3 separate regions of the Hordeum vulgare genome follow, and all the other regions are linked to region 2. A link is a contact called in public Hi-C data. All regions are on one chromosome and are shown on one strand. The core of a region is the stretch at or near the end of the contact, and the rest is flanking DNA. Distances in the headings are between cores, read along the strand shown.

Region 1 (3,476 bases), core at 429-2,928, 490 kb after region 2:
CCGAAACCTAATCTACGCCCACCCCCACGATAGAAAGTTTTGCTCGCCACTAATCTTATTAGTATCTCCTGCACGGCCGCTGATCCCAGTCGGCACTCGGCGCACACACGCCCCGTTCGCTGTCAGGTCAAACGAGCACATGCGTAGCCGTGTACCCGCCACTTTTCTTATTAGTACTACTCTATCGGTCGTAGCAGTATAACGTGTTCCCATGGCGTCTTCCCACCGCGCGTACCGGGAAGGCTAGTCATTACTGCAACTCGGCTTCCGCTCCGGGTCAGGTTCATACGGGCGGGATTTTACTCGGCCCCCATTAATGCGCCATTATTACTGCCCGGGTTTAGTTAATGTTAATCAGGGCTTACGAAGACTTTCTCGCGAGGGTCTGACGAATCCGGTGGAAAATCGTCCCGAGCGCCAACTCCTATGAGCAGAGCAGGGCTGGATTGTAAATTATTGGTGGGGATCCGTCGCCGTTACGTCGCGAGAGCACATTTAACGACGGATTAAAGAAATGGGGATCGATGGCCGATGGGCGGCTTGTCGTACCAATAAGTTAAAGCCACTTAATTGCGGTTATTAGTAGCACTGCATTATTACGTAGAGTGGGAGCTAGTATCTACAGTAATTTTTTCTCAAAAATCACTCCACTGTAGGAGTGAGGGAACAAATTACTTTGGCTAAATATACGTAGATGAATTTGGAAAATAGTAACTGAACTAGTACTTCATCGGCAACTTTTTGTGCGGGGATCCTCCTTTTGGGAAGGGAAAAATACGCTGAGATTTTTGACGCGGAACTTTTCATGCTGACTGCTCACTCCGAGTTCGGTCATGCCGCTGACGCGGCCCCGAGCCCCCAGTTCCAAACGAGACAAACCCTCGAAGCCACGACTAAGCAACTAATCTGATCGAACTAAAAAGACCATGGTAAACCATGTATTTGTGCAAGATTTCTGCGTAATCCCCTGCATTTCCCTGCGTGGAACTCATAAGCTAGTAGGAGTAGTACTAGTACATGGCTAATCAGCCACGCGAATTCCGGAATGAGTTGTGAGAACAATGGTGGCAGTAATAATTGTATGGAAGGATCAGCTAAATCCCTCCCTAGAGAAGCTCCCTTAAATTCAACCACGAACAGTTGCTAACGAGCAAAGGTTAAACTCGAGAAACGCCCAGAACAAATCGGAGCAAGAGGAACAGCTAGTAGAAGCTAGCGGATGGAGGGAGGGGGGAGAGGCGGGGAAGGGGTCTTACCAGGATGCGGGCGGCTAGGGAGTAAGATGGGCCGCGCCGAGCGAGCGCGGCGAGGGCGACCTCGGCGGCAGCATGCTCCGCCTGGCGGAGCGTCGTGAAGAACCCGGGACTCTCGAATTGCTCGCCGTTGAAGATGACCGCAGCTTTGAACCGCGGCGCGTGGTCCGGCCCCTCCCGCAGGCACGTGTACGCCGGCAGGTTGAAGCAGCTCCGCTGCGCCAGCTCCTGAAGCTGGTTCTTATACATCGCCGCGGACCGCCGTTCCTACCTACCCGGCCACCGCTCCCTTGAATCCCACCGCCGCTTCTAATGCCGGCCGCCGTGGCCGGAGATGTCAGCACCGAGAGATCTACCCTGAGGTGGAGGTGGAGCTGGAGCTGGAGGAGGAGGGGAGAAGTGTGGAGTGCTAGGAACGGAGAGGGGAGCCCGATTTTATATTTTTTTTTCTTTGGCTTTAGTTTTGGGATGGGTTTAATGCTAGTGCCCTGCAGTTATTAGCTTTGCTGGACCGGGAGGATGACAGCAGGACCCAGGACATTCTGCGCGTTTTTATTTTTCCCAACTTAGGGCTGAAAAATGGGCAAATCCGAATCTACTATTAAATGTCGCTGATTAATAGTAGTACAAAGTTGAACTAAATCTGCAATACTCTACTAAATCAGCAATATTTAATATGAACGGGAGGAAGTGTCAATTATCTCAAAAAATATTATCTTATCACGTCCTTATTTCGATCAAAAGTAAAAATAAAAGGAAACGGTTGTTCGTCCATACTATTTCTAATTAGCAAGAAATATATTTGTTGTTTTTCTTTTCTTTGATAACTATCTATAGTTTAGGAACACTAATTGTTTGATGGGAATATGTCATTCTTCACATAAAAGAGCGTCGACCCGCGGCATATCAACTTTTATGTCACACGGCAATTTTTTTTACTTTGTATAATTTGAAGAAGTTTAATGTCGGTACACTCCCATTACTAGGTTAGCTCGCTCAAAAAGATGAGAGTGCAAACCATGAGGCTAGTCATCTTTCTTGCTATAAATTTAAAGATGGAGAGGGCAAATTCAGGTTCTTGATTTATCTTGTCATAAAATTACATTGATTTTATATATTGAAAAAAATATAGCATAATTTTGTTGATGTGATGACATCTTTTCATAAACAACTAGCAGATTAGAATGATGAATATTTATTTTTCTCCTTGGTAACTATAAATAGTTTAAATCTTTCTTGACATATGGGAATGTTGAGTCACTGTGAGGCGAGTTAGTCAATACATATATTTCTTTCCCTTTGTTGTTTGGAGAGGTTTAAAGGTGGTGCCCTATAATTCGAGCTTTGTTGGACTTGAGGGAGAGGTACACTAGAGACCCAGTCCATTGATTTTAGAGATGGGAGATAGGCAAATTTGGGTTTATCATTTTACTATTCTGATTTTAGTAACTGGAAACAAAAGAAATGATGATCCATTATGTGACAACTATAACGATGTTTGAGAAGCAATGCGTGCATTTAAATGTTGGATGTTTTTATTTTCCCATGGTAACCATAAATGGATTAAAGAAGAAAGAAGCTTACTGCTAGATTGAAATATTGAGACATTCTTTGAGTGAGAGAGCGTTGAGAGGAGCATATCCACATGTCGAGCCAATATATTTTTTGTTTGCCTTTATATTTTGGAGTAACAAAGTTATTAGTATCTTGGCTTGACTGCACTCAAAAGTTGACAACAAAAACCCATGAATCCCTCATTTTATTGTTCTTTATTAAGATATGGGAGTTGGGCAATATTTACATTCATCATATGAAAATATTAATAATTTTTATTTTAGAGAAGCAAAATAATTATTATTTTAGTGATAGCAATAACATACTTGTGGAACACAACAAACAGGATGAATGGTGGATATTTTATTTCATTAGGTAACACTAAATGGTTTATAGATATATATTGCTAGATGGGAATATTAAGTTATTCTTTAATGATAAATATTAAGTTAATCTTTGGTGATAAATATTTATAAATGTTGGATATTCTATTATACTAGATAACATCAAATAGTTTATAAATGTCTATTGCAAGATGAGTAATGCGAGGGTGGTAAGGCGATAAATATTCCTTTGCCTTCATTTTCTCGTAAGGTTTAATGGCAGCGTCCCAAAGTTACTAACTTGGTTGGTCCAGGAGGATTACATCATAGACACAACACACTACTT
Region 2 (3,368 bases), core at 361-2,860:
CCAACCAATGAACCAAAGGAACGAGGTTACCGACCAGCGCATACTCGTCGTCATCGCCGTTGTCGCAGTCGCCGCCGTGCTGGAGCTTGCTGTCGGGCTACGTCGACGTCCATCTTGCCGTCAGACGCGCCGTCGTCATAGTCGTCCACCACGTGCCCCGCCACCGCCGCCGCAGCTTCTCGCTCGTTGGTGGCCATGAACCTGCGCGACCTGTGGAGGGGAGGAGGGTAGTGCGGCTGGGCGGCCGGCGCTCCCCTTTTTGTGCCGTGCGGTGAAGCGAGGCTCTAAACGGCAAGGGCTCGCTCGATCCGGGATTTGACAGCGACCCGGGGGATGGATGTTGGGGATCAGGCCGCCCGCACAGCTTCCTCCTCCGCTCCTACGAACGAAGCGTGTTGAATTGTTTCTTCTCACTTATTGTTGTACTGCATGTTTATTTCCATAAAAGCACAAGAACTTATTTGTAAAAGCACCGCGATGACGGACGACAGAAACACTTCGTCCTTTAGTATTAGGGAAAGATGTATAAACACAGAAGGGCCGGATGACAGTCCTTTGGCCAATAGGAACAAACATAATCCAAATAAAATGGAAATGGGTTGAAGTTGCAAAAGAACCAAAACCACGGGATATAGCCCACCTTACTCATGCGGGAACAGGCTAAAATGCATAAATCTGATCTAAACATGCAAAAAATTCCTAAAATGAATTCCGTATTTTTTTTTCACCTGATCTCGAACACAAGGGCATTATACTTTTGTTGGTGAACGGTGCATTGTGTAACGTCTTTGTCTTAAACGTCACTTCAGTTCTCGAACATCACACAATATAATGTCAGATGTTGTAGTGTGACATTTAAAACAAAGATGTAAAAGAATATAGACTTTGTGAATTTCTTGCGTGGCCAGATTTGTCACGATAATAATAAAAGAGTACTAGTATTAATAATGGTGTAAACTGTCCAAGTCGACGCGGTCAGCGAGATGTCACGGGGAAAATAATGGTGTCCTTTCAGCGCGACAGTGACGCGGGCCGGGGTACAGCGAACCACTGTGTGCGAGCCCCATTCCCGACCTCCATGGACCGAGCTCACCCACCCCCTTCGTCCTCCTCCACAGCTTTCTCCGTCTCCTCAGAGCATGGTTAATAGTATAGCCAACTGCTGGCTATAAGCAGTCTTATAGCCCATCTTATAGCCAGCTTGTACAATAGTTAGCTATAGAAGAGTACTATTTTTATCATATATGACCCACCTTTCATTCTCACAAAGCACCTAGGAGCACGTGCTAGAGCTGGCTCTTCACGAAGAGCCCGCTTCCCTTCTCTCTCTTCTTCTCTCTCATCCAACTCAGCAAAAATATAGTATTTTAATCCTTACAGCCTGCTGACTGTACCTTATTGTACTTGCTCTCACGTCCTCTCACTGCCTAGCCTAGCCTAGCCTATCATCGTAGCTGTAGCTCCAGTCCTCTAGCCCGCAGCGTAGAATACGACTAGACGTAGTACTACGTGCTGAGCTACTGCCACTCTCGCGACCGCGGGCTCCTGCTCCGCTCCCCCCACCTCCCCCCCCCTCTCTCTCACTGGCCGGCCTTTAAAGCTGTTACCTTTTGCCAACCTCTCCGTGTCGCTGTACAGTCTCTCTCTCTCTCTCCCCCTCTCCCTTCATCGCTCGTGCTGTGGTGTGCTCGCTCGTTCGATTGCCTCAGGTCGGACGGACGGACGCGAACCGAGGGCAGGAGGGGTCGGATCCGGGGTCCGGAGTGCGAGCTAGCGGCCCTGGTTGTCGCGGCGGCGGCGGCGGAGGAGGAGTAGGTGGAGTCCAAGAGGAAGCGGTCCATGGACGCGGTTCCTGCCGCAGCCCCACGGGGCCGCGGGAGGCTGTGAGCGGCTCACCGGCGGCGCCCCTCCCCGCGCCGGCCGGCCGGTGTGTGTGCGGAGGTAACTGATGTCTAATTTCGCTCTACGCCTTGGTTTCGGAGCTCGGGGGGACGATTCTCGCATGCACTCCCCCAGGCTGCTTATCCGCGTCGCCATTTGCGTTTCCTGATGGATCTTTTTTTTTTCGCCCCTGAAAACATTTTTTCCTGCGATTATCCTTTAATTTTGTTCTCCCTGTCGCTGGAGGATTAAGCTGATGTTTCCGCGCGGCTAATTTTTCCGCTTCTGATTCTCACACGAAATCGTGCGATTCTGGCATCGCCCCGCCGCCCGCATTTGCGTCCTCTGCAGCGGCTTCCTTTCCCTTTTCCCCATTTCAGATACTGAGCCAAAAGCCGCCTCCTTTGCGTGCTTTTCCACGCTTTGTTGTTTAAGGGAGGGATCAGGAGGGATGGAGGGACGCGGATGGCTCGTCAATCACCTCCCGCGTTTCCCCATGTCAAATTTGTTCTAACCGCTCCAAAATCTCCTCCCAGGTTGTTCTGCCCTCAAGGATCGCTTCGCGCCGCGAGTGAGGGAAACTAGGACGCAAAGGAAGTGGTGACGATGGCGGCGGCGGTGGCGGCGATGCGCTGCGGGAGCGGGAGCGGCAGTGACGGCGGCGGCGGCGGCTACGACAAGGGCGGGATGGACTCGGGCAAGTACGTGCGGTACACGCCGGAGCAGGTGGAGGCGCTGGAGCGGGTGTATGCCGAGTGCCCCAAGCCGACATCCACGCGCAGGCAGCAGCTGCTCCGCGAGTGCCCCATTCTGTCCAACATCGAGCCCAGGCAGATCAAGGTCTGGTTCCAGAATCGAAGGTGAGCATGTCGACAGCCCGACGCGCTTCGCCTTTTGTGATTGGATGGAATTTGTTTCCTCAGTAGCCATTATGCTGCATGCGAGTGTAATGGTGGCTGGGTAAATTGAGTAAGGATGGATCACGAACAAATGTGGGAATTCCTAGTTCTGTGTTGGAGCATATGTGTATTTTTTTTCCAATCTGGGCAGGTTCTGCATTCAAGCATAATTGTCACTAGCTTTTCTCCGTGGTTGCAGGTGCCGTGATAAGCAGCGGAAGGAGTCTTCCAGGCTTCAGGCCGTGAACAGAAAACTGAGCGCCATGAACAAGCTTCTCATGGAAGAGAATGAACGTCTCCAGAAGCAGGTTTCCCAGTTGGTTCATGAGAATGCATACATGAAGCAGCAGCTGCAGAATGTGAGTCTCCACTTTGTTGTTTTACTTTACACAGACCACGTTGCTTGGTAGGACTTGCGTAAGTGTCTGACCGTGGCTACCTTTGTGTTTGCATTACAGCCTTCGTTGGCCAATGATACAAGTTGTGAGTCAAATGTGACCACTCCTCCAAACCCTCTAAGGGATGCAAGTAACCCAGCTGGGTAAGTGGTTTTTGTTACTGACAACTGGTGGGATCATCCAATTTCCT
Region 3 (3,799 bases), core at 669-3,168, 440 kb before region 2:
GAGTTGCTCTTATATTCCAGGACTCGACTGAGTGCAACATGCCCTACCCACCCCCTCCCCTCGCGCGCATAACCCTCACTCGGACTGGGACGAACCCCTAGTTGCCGGGGGTTATCCTTCCTTCTCTTCCTCCCTCCGTCGTCGTTGGAAGAAGACACCGGCCTACAACCCAAGGGTCGACGGCGATGGCGGGGGCCTCCCTTTCTTGTGCGCCATGGCGGTGGTGTGGAGCCCCATGACATGAGGAGGCACGGACGATCTGACCTTGGCGGCTCGTCAGGTGTCACTGCCTTGGGCGGCAACGAGGGCTACGTCTGGCGGTGGTGCGACGCTCTGCCACGGTCGACGATGGCTATGGGCGCAGAGGTCGGCCTTACCTCAGACAGCGACGGTGACGATTGGATCTGCGATGCCGAGTCATCTGACCTCGGATTATCGACGGAAGCATGGAGAGCCTAGTGGACGGGTCGACGCCATGCGTGGTCCGGCCTCTGGTCAGATTTGATCTAGCCGATGTGCCATGTACGCTGCGCAGCTCAGATCGATGGTGACCCTCGCACACTATGCTAGATGGTGGTTCGTCGAGCGGATCCGGGTGAAAATCTCGTTCTCAGCTTATTGCCGAGACCGGCAATGACGACACTTATTTGTGTCATCCCCTTCTTGAAGGCATCGTGCAGAAGCTCCAAACCTCTATCCGCTGCCCCCAGGGGAAATCCTAGATCAGTCAATCGGATGATGGCGGCGCTCTTGTGTCATTACCCCCATGGGGGTCGTCATTCCTGGATGTGTGCATAGGCTCGACGGATCGATGGATGCCTTCTACGATGGAGTGGCGATTCCGGTCAAACATCGGCAACGTGGATTCTCGACGACGTGGTGCTGCAGGTTCTCGACGACGGATGTGTGATGAGGGACGCACGTAGGGTGATAGCGTTTTCTAGCACAGTGGTGGCACCGACAGCAAGCATGGCAAGGTGGATGCATCAGTACTTGCTCTAAAGATGGATCGGTGAAAGACGATGGTGACGGTCCTTGCATTGTGCGCATGCAGTGCTCGTTGAGAGTGTGCTAGATGGCGCGTAACCCAGATCTAGCAAATCGACTTGGTTGGGGCCTCCGGCTTTAAATGTTGTGTTGGCTCACACAATTTGATCCCTTCATCAACTTGATAGAAGTAGTGATAGTTGTCGGCAAGATGATAGCTTCAGACATATTAATATATTACTTGATAAGGTCTTATCAAATAACTAATAAAATGCATGTATTCATTGTCCTGATGCAGAGACCGAGGATCAATCTTCTTTTCTAAAGAAAAATAACTCTTATATTCCAAGAAGAAAACCTATCTTTATAAGGATAGGGCTAGGGAGAGCATCTCCTTCATCTTCGGTTTACTGGTCCATTTATGCACGTATTTTTAGATTGTCAAAATTAACTAATACTCTCTTCATCCTAAAATTCTTGTCTTAGGTTTGTCTAAAAATGAATATATTAAAATACTAAAACGTGACTAGATACATTTATATTTAAACAAATCTAAGACAAGAATTTTGAGACTGAGGGAGTATAACATTTTACGGATGGTGGTCTGTTTTTCTAACCATCAGGGTGCCACACTTGTAAATGATGCTTCTATCCTCTTTTTTTTGCCATCAAATGATGCTTCTATCCTTTTTTTTGCCATCAAATGATGCTTCTATCCAATCTTAATGAAAACGACATGCAACATAGTTTAGCGGTTCTTGAAAAAAAAAAGCGCACAAATGTACAGGGGACATTGCTAGGGAAAATAATTTTGGATTCAAGGAAATACCACGTCACATTCACTGTTAGGGATACCATGCAATATGCATGGTGACGGTAGGGGTCCAACAAGTATCATATGTCATGCCTGGACCATGCATGCGTTAAGCGCATTGACGTTGAAGGTGATCATCGTGTCCATATACTGATACAATGTACATACGCACAAGTGCACAACAATGTATGAACCTGCCAAGATCTCGGCATGACCGACAGATTTGTGGGGCTGCAGCGTACATTTTGGCCCTTGTCTTGCTATACCTCGTTCTGGAAGGATGCCTGGTCACACGATAGCCACGCGGTACACGATGCCTGGTCACTGATCTCTGAGCTTGTTACCCTAGCAAACCTCATTGACCAGATCGCCCTCTCCTCCGGCACACCAGATTTCATCACTTGGAAGCTCTGTCAAAGATATGCCGAATGTGACATTAATGAAATCTCATTAACTAGTTCGGTCTCTTTTGTACGTGGCCATCAGCCTATTCCTCTGTCAACTGCTTCCTCCATTCCTAAATATAAATCCTTTTAGAGTTTTCATTAAAAAATTACATGCCGATATATATAGACATACATTAAAGTATAGATTCACTTATTTTGTCCGTATGTAAGTTTTTAATGAAATCTCTAAAAGTTTTATATTTAAAAACGGGGAGTAAATCTTTTGATATGGTTCTGTCAATAAGTCTCGGTAGCTCTTCTGTTATTTTAAAAAATAATACTCCCTATGATTTTAAAATAACTGACGTGGTATTACTTTATATTCCCTTCGTCCCAAAATTCTTGTCTTAGATGTGTCTATAAATGAATGTATCTAAATACTATGACATGACTAGATACATTCATATCTAGACAAATCTAAGACAAGAATTTTGGGACGGAGAGAGTATTTACTAAAACCACGTAAGTTATTTTTGAACAGAGGTAATATAATTGTTGTAAGAGCATCTACAGTGATCTTGCAAATTCGGCCCCTCAAACGTCACGGACGTGTCCGAGCGCGTCCACGGACACTAACCGATCACGCCTTAAATTTTCCTCTCTACATCTAACTCTTTCATATTCCATCCCTCATATCCATACAAAAGAATGTAAAATATATGCTACATACTAACTAGTGTACTAAGCTTCTTCGTCATCGAAGATGGCCTGATTCGCCTGAGCCACAGCCTGTGCAACCCCTGCTTCCTCCATCCGACGCCTGGCCCCTATAGCCGACTCCGAGCGGATGGAGTTGAGGATTGCCAGTTGCTCCGGTGAGAGATCAACGACCGTCGACGCCTCTTCCTCTGGCTCCTCCTCCGGCGCCTCCTCCTCCGGCGCCTGTGGCTCCGCCTCGGGATTCTCCTCCATCTCCCCCTCCTCGAAATCCACCTCCGATTCCAGCGGTAGCCGTGCTTCCGTTCGGATTCGGACCCGCTGAAGGAGGAAGAGACGGTGCTGAATCATGTAATGTCGCCGGCGTGGTGGCATGGCTCACGGGCTCGGAAAGGGAAGTGCTCGGGTGGCGGAGGAGAGAGGGAGGAGGCGGATGTGCTAGGGTTGGGGGCATCAGCCATATTAAATAGCCAACCCCAACCTCGAAGCGACACCACGCGGTCGCGCCGACGGTTAAGACGCCCGTCGGACTGTCGTGTTTCCCGACGAGTCCGCATGGCACCAAGCCGTCAGGCCGAAATGGCAGGCGTGCCCAGGCGCGCCCGGGCTCCCCCGTATCCGCCCCATATTTAGGTTGGAAATGGGAGGTGCCGATCACTCCGGACATTTGAGGTCGGTTTGAGAGATCCGTCTGAATCGAATTTTATGATCTGACGACATGTCTAGACGTTTGAGAATGATTTAAAAGGTCCGGTTCTAGATGTTCTAACTTACAAGTAATATATTACTGCATTGTTGCTTATAGAATTAAGTCTATAAGCATGTTGAGAACCAACGTGTGTGTAGAAGGTTTCGAGGGTGGTGTATCCCATTTGTTTCATAAAAGATAATTTTT

What was found. A called contact is a pair of places that touch in the nucleus more often than the background predicts.
Region 1: a contact with region 2 is called in a Hi-C map of leaf, with 4 times the contacts expected there. The contact joins the promoter of LOC123431313 here to the promoter of LOC123431302 in region 2. A contact is called at or near these places in 5 of 6 Hi-C or Micro-C datasets (leaf, seedling and an unstated tissue) and 1 of 1 datasets of contacts at active chromatin or transcription factors (embryo).
Region 3: a contact with region 2 is called in a Hi-C map of leaf, with 6 times the contacts expected there. The contact joins the enhancer-like site here to the promoter of LOC123431302 in region 2. A contact is called at or near these places in 4 of 6 Hi-C or Micro-C datasets (leaf and seedling) and 1 of 1 datasets of contacts at active chromatin or transcription factors (embryo).

What each region holds. Positions count from the first base shown.
Region 1 is chr1H:285,093,635-285,097,110 of MorexV3_pseudomolecules_assembly, forward strand. LOC123431313 (double-stranded RNA-binding protein 6) reads right to left here and starts at 1,679. Exons shown (of 3, transcript XM_045115138.1): 1 at 1,257-1,679. The coding sequence starts at 1,502.
Region 2 is chr1H:284,605,702-284,609,069 of MorexV3_pseudomolecules_assembly, forward strand. It overlaps LOC123431302 (homeobox-leucine zipper protein HOX9), which reads left to right and starts at 1,611. Exons shown (of 19, transcript XM_045115127.1): 1 at 1,611-1,941; 2 at 2,418-2,741; 3 at 2,980-3,139; 4 at 3,239-3,321. The coding sequence starts at 2,488.
Region 3 is chr1H:284,163,978-284,167,776 of MorexV3_pseudomolecules_assembly, forward strand. No RefSeq gene overlaps it. Among protein-coding and RNA genes, the nearest start is that of LOC123431302, 440 kb to the right of the region's middle. Within about 2 kb of position 1,919, at least 3 of the 3 cell types and tissues checked have open chromatin away from gene starts, as enhancers often do. A contact at or near this core is called in leaf and seedling, where this site is marked.